2 separate regions of the Gasterosteus aculeatus genome follow, and region 1 is linked to region 2. The links are chromatin contacts, called in public Hi-C maps. All regions are on one chromosome and are shown on one strand. The core of a region is the stretch at or near the end of the contact, and the rest is flanking DNA. Distances in the headings are between cores, read along the strand shown.

Evidence for each region. A called contact is a pair of places that touch in the nucleus more often than the background predicts.
Region 1: a contact with region 2 is called in a Hi-C map of skeletal muscle, with 8 times the contacts expected there. The contact joins the enhancer-like site here to the promoter of celsr2 in region 2. A contact is called at or near these places in 5 of 6 Hi-C or Micro-C datasets (liver, skeletal muscle, tail fin and 1 more).

Annotation. Positions count from the first base shown.
Region 1 is chr17:9,482,694-9,485,836 of fGasAcu3.hap1.1, forward strand. It overlaps celsr2 (cadherin, EGF LAG seven-pass G-type receptor 2), which reads left to right. Exons shown (of 34, transcript XM_040203515.2): 9 at 71-240; 10 at 685-864; 11 at 940-1,053; 12 at 1,464-1,620; 13 at 1,762-1,903; 14 at 2,004-2,124; 15 at 2,226-2,409; 16 at 2,532-2,633; 17 at 2,782-2,876; 18 at 3,042-3,143. Among protein-coding and RNA genes, the nearest start is that of dstyk, 26 kb to the right of the region's middle. Within about 2 kb of position 1,563, at least 3 of the 9 cell types and tissues checked have open chromatin away from gene starts, as enhancers often do.
Region 2 is chr17:9,443,009-9,446,495 of fGasAcu3.hap1.1, forward strand. It overlaps celsr2 (cadherin, EGF LAG seven-pass G-type receptor 2), which reads left to right and starts at 2,074. Exons shown (of 34, transcript XM_040203515.2): 1 at 2,074-3,487. The coding sequence starts at 2,392. capzb (capping actin protein of muscle Z-line subunit beta) reads left to right here. Exons shown (of 9, transcript XM_040203526.2): 9 at 1-834.

The DNA.
Region 1 (3,143 bases), core at 313-2,812, 39 kb after region 2:
ACAGTAATGACTCACTGCGAAACTCTCTCTGCTCAATTATCTTCACCACTTTTGTACTCTCTCCTTCTAGTCATGGCAAGCCCGCAGCGTTTCCTGGGTAACAGTGTGTTGCAGTGGAACAACATGGCGGCGGCCGCGTCCTCCGTCCCCTGGCATGTAGAGCTCATGTTCCGCACACGTCAGGCCAGCGCGACGCTGCTGCACATCTCCGCAGGCCAGCAGCACAACCTCACGCTGCAGGTGAGAGCAACAAGTCCTAAAGGAGAAAGTTAACTAGAATTATTATGTTATTTCTTAGTCCTTCCCTCCTAATAGCAAAGAGCCATAACTTCACTTCTTCAATGGGTGCAAAGTCTAGTGAGGCATCTTTTCCTAAAGATCAAACATTTTAGGACTGAGGCTCCACCTATTGGCCATATGAGTTTCAGCACATCCAAATGCTGAATCTCTCATTGAAGCAGCTGCTTTTGAGCTCGTCTAGACTGACGCATGCCTGATGTTGCGTAACTGTACTATATTCTATTTCTAGCAATTCAACGTTTGAACCTTGGCAGTTCCTGTTCATCGTGTGATGCATTGCTAAATCCTGGTGCTCTATTTTCCTCCTCTGGTATCAAACATCGTCTCAATCTCCGTCCTGCTGATTCCACTCTTTTCCCGCCTCGCTCCCTGTCGCCTCTGTAGCTGCGCGGGGGGAGTGTGCTGATGGGGCTGCACAGGGGGGAGGACTCGACTCTCTCCCGTGTGGAGGAGGTCCTGGTGAACGATGGAGACTGGCACCATTTGCAGCTGGATATCAGCAGTCTGGAGGGAGCAGCAAGCCACCACAAAGCAGTGCTGTCTTTAGACCAGGGCCTTTACCTGGTGAGTTGGCGTTTCATCCCTGCAGATGAATTAAGATACTGTAGCTTGGCAGCAATAAAGTCTGTACCTTTTCAGGCCAGTATGGAGGTGGACGGGAAGCTCCGAGACTCCAAGCTGAAGACTGTGAGCGTTGGTGGTTTGGAAAGAACTGATGGGAAAATTCAGCATGGCTTCCGTGGCTGTATACAGGTCCGCGAGCTCACTTATGTCTTATATGTGTGCATAGATATTAAAGGTCTTCTACTCTATAAAGCACAACACAAGCACAATATTGAAAATTATGAAATGTATTTGAATATATACAATTGCAGTCATTAAAAATCAGTTGAAACCTGACAAAAAAAACTCAATCACTTTTCTACCAGATTTGATCTACTGTCTTCTTCACTTGCCCTTTAAATGAGAATCTTGCTTAAACGACGGTTTTAACTGCTTGAGCTTATGATGCAGGGTAGATGGCCATTTTGTAATACTATAACACACAAAATGTTTACACACAGGCACTTCTTTGTGTTTCAACCCATCGAAAACAGCAATCTTGTGCTTAAGAGAACATTCCTTTTCCCCCCCAACAAAATGTTTATTTGGTTCTCCTGCAGGGTCTGCGTGTGGGCGGAGCTCTGAGTCTGTCTCAGGCGAGGAAGGTGAACGTGGAGGCGGGCTGCAACGTGCCCGACCCGTGCAGCTCCAGCCCCTGTCCTGCCAGCAGCTACTGCAGCGACGACTGGGACAGCCACTCCTGCACCTGCCTCGCCGGTCCGTCCGCTTGCACTTCGCCAACACAATCGTAAAACATTCTGCAGGGCTGAGCGGTTACTTTAAACCGATGTGTAAATACGGTTCACAGTGTTGTGAGAGCACAGCAGCTTATTCTTTCTTTTCACCTTTATTTCACAGGCTACTATGGCACCAACTGCACCGATGCATGCTCACTGAACCCCTGTGAGCACGAGTCAACATGCACCCGGAAGCCAAGCTCCTCTCGTGGTTACACCTGCGACTGCCCTAAGAACTACTTTGGCCGTTACTGCGAAAAAAAGTAAATTTTTTTCAACGTTTATGTAAAACCCTGTATGTTTTTGTGTGGCGTGTTGTTTTGTTGCTCTGCAGGAGAAGTAATGCTGTACTTGTGTGTGCAGAACCGATTTGCCGTGTCCCAGAGGCTGGTGGGGTCACAAGACCTGCGGCCCCTGTAGCTGTCAGACAGACAAGGGCTTCGACTCTGACTGCAACAAGACGAGCGGAGAATGCCGCTGCAAGGTGAGCATGTGCCCGACCTGCACCGACCGAGGCCGCTAATGGAAAACAGATTTTTTTGTTTTTCAATTGATAATCAAAAACTTTGTCTCTCCACTCCACAGGACAACCACTACCTCCCCGAAGGCAGCGACACCTGCCTGCTGTGCGACTGCTACCCGGTCGGCTCCTTTTCCAGAGCGTGCGACCGAGAGAGCGGCCAGTGCCAGTGTAAACCCGGCGTCATCGGGCGCCAGTGTGACCACTGCGACAACCCCTTCGCTGAGGTTTCACCCAACGGCTGCGAAGGTCAGAATGAATCCGATTACTCTCAGGTTATTACAATGCTTAATTCATAGGCCCCACTTTATTGTAGCTAGAAATATATTAAATATATTAAATCTCTCTCCCTCCTGCTCCACCTCACTCAGTGATCTATGACAGCTGCCCTCAGGCCATCGAGGCCGGGATCTGGTGGCCCAGGACTAAGTTTGGTCTCCCTGCAGCAGTTCACTGTCCCAAGGGAACTCTCGGTATGATGTTTTTTTTTCAGGCTGCCCATCAAATGACCAGTATAATAATATATAAGCAGTATATTAAACTTGCCTCAAGCCTTCTCTCCCCGCTGCAGCTCCACTGTTTCTCAACTCCCACGTGGTAACTTTCTCCCCCTTTCTTCAGGCACAGCGATCCGCCACTGCGACGAGCACAAGGGCTGGCTGCCTCCCAATCTCTTCAACTGCACCTCTGTTACCTTCAGCAAGCTGAAAGCCCTGGTGTGTGGCTTCTCCCTCCGTCTTATCTTTTTAAATGAACCTTAGGATTCCAACAATAACACCCTCATTTGTAATTGAAATTGATATTTTTCAGTTCGGTTAAAAATACCTTTTACTCACGCAGCATCAAAACGTAAATGAATGATTATCCTTTCCTCCCTCCAGTCTGAGAAGTTTTCCCGTAACACGTCGCTGCTGGACTCTGGACATGTCCAGCAGACGGCCGCCATGTTGGCCAACGCCACCTTGCACACGGAGAAGTACTAC
Region 2 (3,487 bases), core at 824-3,323:
AGGAGAAAATGCATAGCTTTTTATTTGTTTTGTTATTCTTCCATCTGGTTTTGTTTTCATGCATCTCATCTGCCATGAAGCCATTCACTCCCCCCCCCCCACCCCCCTGTCCCTCTCCTCTCTTTCTCTCTCCACATGTTATGGATATAATGAGATAGTATTACCACGGTTAATGATAATCTTACAGTGTGAGGGTCATTGTAGTAATAATCCCTGATGTTCTCGCGGTGTCCTTGCTCGGTTGATTTTTGCCGCGGCTCTTCCTCCCGCGTCGAGGAAACGGACACTGTGCTCTGGCAGGCTCGCCGGGTTCGTCATTATTATGTACATCAAATTTATTTCAAGCACCTACTTTTGTCTACAACCCCCCCACCCCCCCCATGATATATTTGTATAAAATGATTACCGTTGGTGTATAATGTGCAATCTTCTGGTTAAACAGTGTAACCACGAGGGCGGCCTTCGGTTTGCGTTAAAAGCTTTTTACTCTTTATTCCACTCTGTCCACATGCATGTGAGCCAGTGTGGGGATGCAGTGAGTGGAAATGTGAACTTATAAAACACGGGGATGGACTGTTATGATCTCTGCCCCAAGGCCCCTACACTGTGTATAACATGACATGCATCCCCTCTGTTCAGCTTAATCCACTTTTCTCTCCTACCTATTACGTCTTTGTTGGGGGTCACAGTTCGTCATTGTGTCTCAGTGGAAACCTTTGTCTTGTTTCCATTTTGGAGGGGAATCTTTTTGTTGTATTTTTGTTTTTATTTTGTAAAGCTTATGATTCATATTGTATTAGAGCCTCCAGCAACAATAAAAACAGTAAAAAGCTGCCCCTATTTGTTTGCTCATGTTTTTTTGAGATAAGGCACAGTACATTTATCCACTGTAATATGAATGCATGCCTAGTGGTTGTAAAACATTTTTCATATATTGTGGTATTGCTACTTTAAAGATCTGAGTACTTTCTTCACCACTTAATAGATACTGTACATTGAATAATTGTAAGGTGGTGCTATTAAAACAATTGAAATGGGGAAAAGGTTAAAAAAGAGAACCGCCTATGAATTGACCACATTGGGCTGTAGCTTTGATGGATATTTCTGTTTAGTCACATCACTATAAATTATAGTATCTGACAACTGTGACTAATCCACATGCTAATGCCGACTACTCAATGTTTTATCAGTGATTTTTTTCCCCCCTACAATAAGTCCAGATGTAGGGCGCACGGACAAACTAGAAGATTTTCAATAGAGTTGAAGAGCCTCTCATTCATTCCACCCAACGTCTTCATGGAAATACTGTAGAGGCGAAGAGAACTACAGAGACTTCTGCTGGACGAAGGATTCTCCGGCTGCGAGACTCCGGTTTGTCCACAAGGGGTCAGTGTGCGCACATCGAGTTTCACCCGCTTTATCGCAGACGTTATTCGTCTGTCTAAACGCAGTTATGTTTTGTACTCCACCTGTATCTTGCTCATATATATATGTGGTATATATAATTTTAATATTTATATTTTTTACAGCTCCCATTTTTCGATGTGATGACAAAAAATGACAGGAATTTGTGTACTAAGTTTAAATGGTCTTTTCTACGATTTCTAAACACTGGTGAAAAAAAACCTCTCCAGCCTCATCGTGTTGTGTTAAAACATTATTCGCCTTCTGTTTGAGGAATGTCCGCCTGTTAATGAGTAAACCCTTTGGGAGAGGTGGTAGATATGAGATCACATCGGTACTGATGGTGGTGGTTGTGTGTGAGACCACGCTGCTCTCCCTTTGCCAACACTTTGCAGTGTTGTTTTCAAAACTTCAATAAAACCACATTATGAACATATTACACTGGAAGTGTATACAGCTGCATTGTTCTAATACGGCAAGGAATAAGCTAATAAACACAATTTTGTCAAGTAAAATAAATACAATGTCGAGTAAAATACACGAAAGAAGCTTTTAGGAAGTTACAATTTAGGGGTAACTTGTCAATTCTTTAGTCCCTAAGGAGCTGTTTCTCTCTCACGTACGCACGCACGCACGCACACGCACTCACAGAGGGGTTTATGATAATGAAACTGGCGGCGCAGGGGGAGCTGGAGCCATTTTCACCACTCGAGCGGAGTTGCTGTGACCGAGCGGAGCTGCTGCTGCTGCCGGCGTGCGAGCGAGCGAGTGAGAGCGAGCGAGCCGCTCCGGACCGGGTCACCGCGGCTTCACCTCTTCCAAACAACCGCAGTGGCCGCAGAGAAGTGCGCCCGCTGAGAGCATGGCTCCTCTGCAACAAAGGGAAACTCACAGGCGGGAAGTTTGAAGGAATACGGAGCTGCGAGAGAGCGAGAGAGAGAGAGATTCCCACCCGGGGGACCCGGTGGAACACAGAACTGAGGAGCGATGCACTTCGCTAAATGGGATTTGTTGTGGATTCTCTTGTGGTGTAAACTGGTTCCGCCGGTGCGTTCTTACGCCGTTCACATCGGCGAGGATGCGGGGCCGAGGACGGTGGTGGCCGGCGCGCAGCGGGGCGCGCGGTGCGCTCTGGATCAGGTACTCGCTCCCAAATTCACGGAGCGGTTTCTGGGGACGGACGCAGCGGCGGGCGTTGTGTTCGTGTCGGACTCCGTAAAGTGCGCCTCGCTGCGCGCCAACCCGTTCGCCGTGTACACCGTGGCCGACTGCACGGACTCCGGCTACAGGCATCTCCTCACCAGCCAGTACGACGTGCATGTCCACGGTAGGAACTGTTCAAACAAGCGTAAAAGAAAACCTCAGTGGGACATGGAGGTGCTCAGTTTGTTTGGTGGCACCCGCGGCCACCAACGCGCGCAGTGCCACCGAGCCGGCTCTGCTTTATTTGCAGTGGAGGGTTTGCTGCCAGGAGCCCCGATCCGCTGCAAAGTCTCCAACAGTCGGGACTTTTACTTCTCCGAGGGGGACTTGTTTGTGTCTCAGACGCTGTGCTGGAGGCAGGACACGCTGCTGGAGCTGGACTTGCTCTGCGATGTGCTCTCGGGAGAGGGACCGAGCGCTAAACTGCACCCCGTCTCTGTCCATTGGCGTGTGGGACAGGGCCCCTTCAGGCAGGGCCACCTTGGCAAGCTGATGGAAAAGGCAGCTCTGTCTGACTCGGGGATTGTGAGCAGGAGGAAGAGGAGAAGCATCAACAGCAGCCCCCAGTTTCAACCCCCGATGTACCAAGTATCCGTGGCGGAGAATCAGCCTTCCGGAACTTCGGTTGTTGTTCTGAAAGCAGTGGATGGCGACGAGGGGGAGGCAGGCAGGCTGGAGTATTTTATAGAAGCCCTCTTTGACAGCCGCTCAAACAATCTCTTCGCCGTGGACCCTGCCAACGGCTACGTGTCCACGGTAGAGGTGCTCGACCGGGAGACTAAAGACACCCACGTGTTCCGTGTGACCGCGGTTGACCACGGCGTGCCTCGGCGCACCGCCATGGCCACCCTCACTATCACAGTCAGAGACACCAATGATC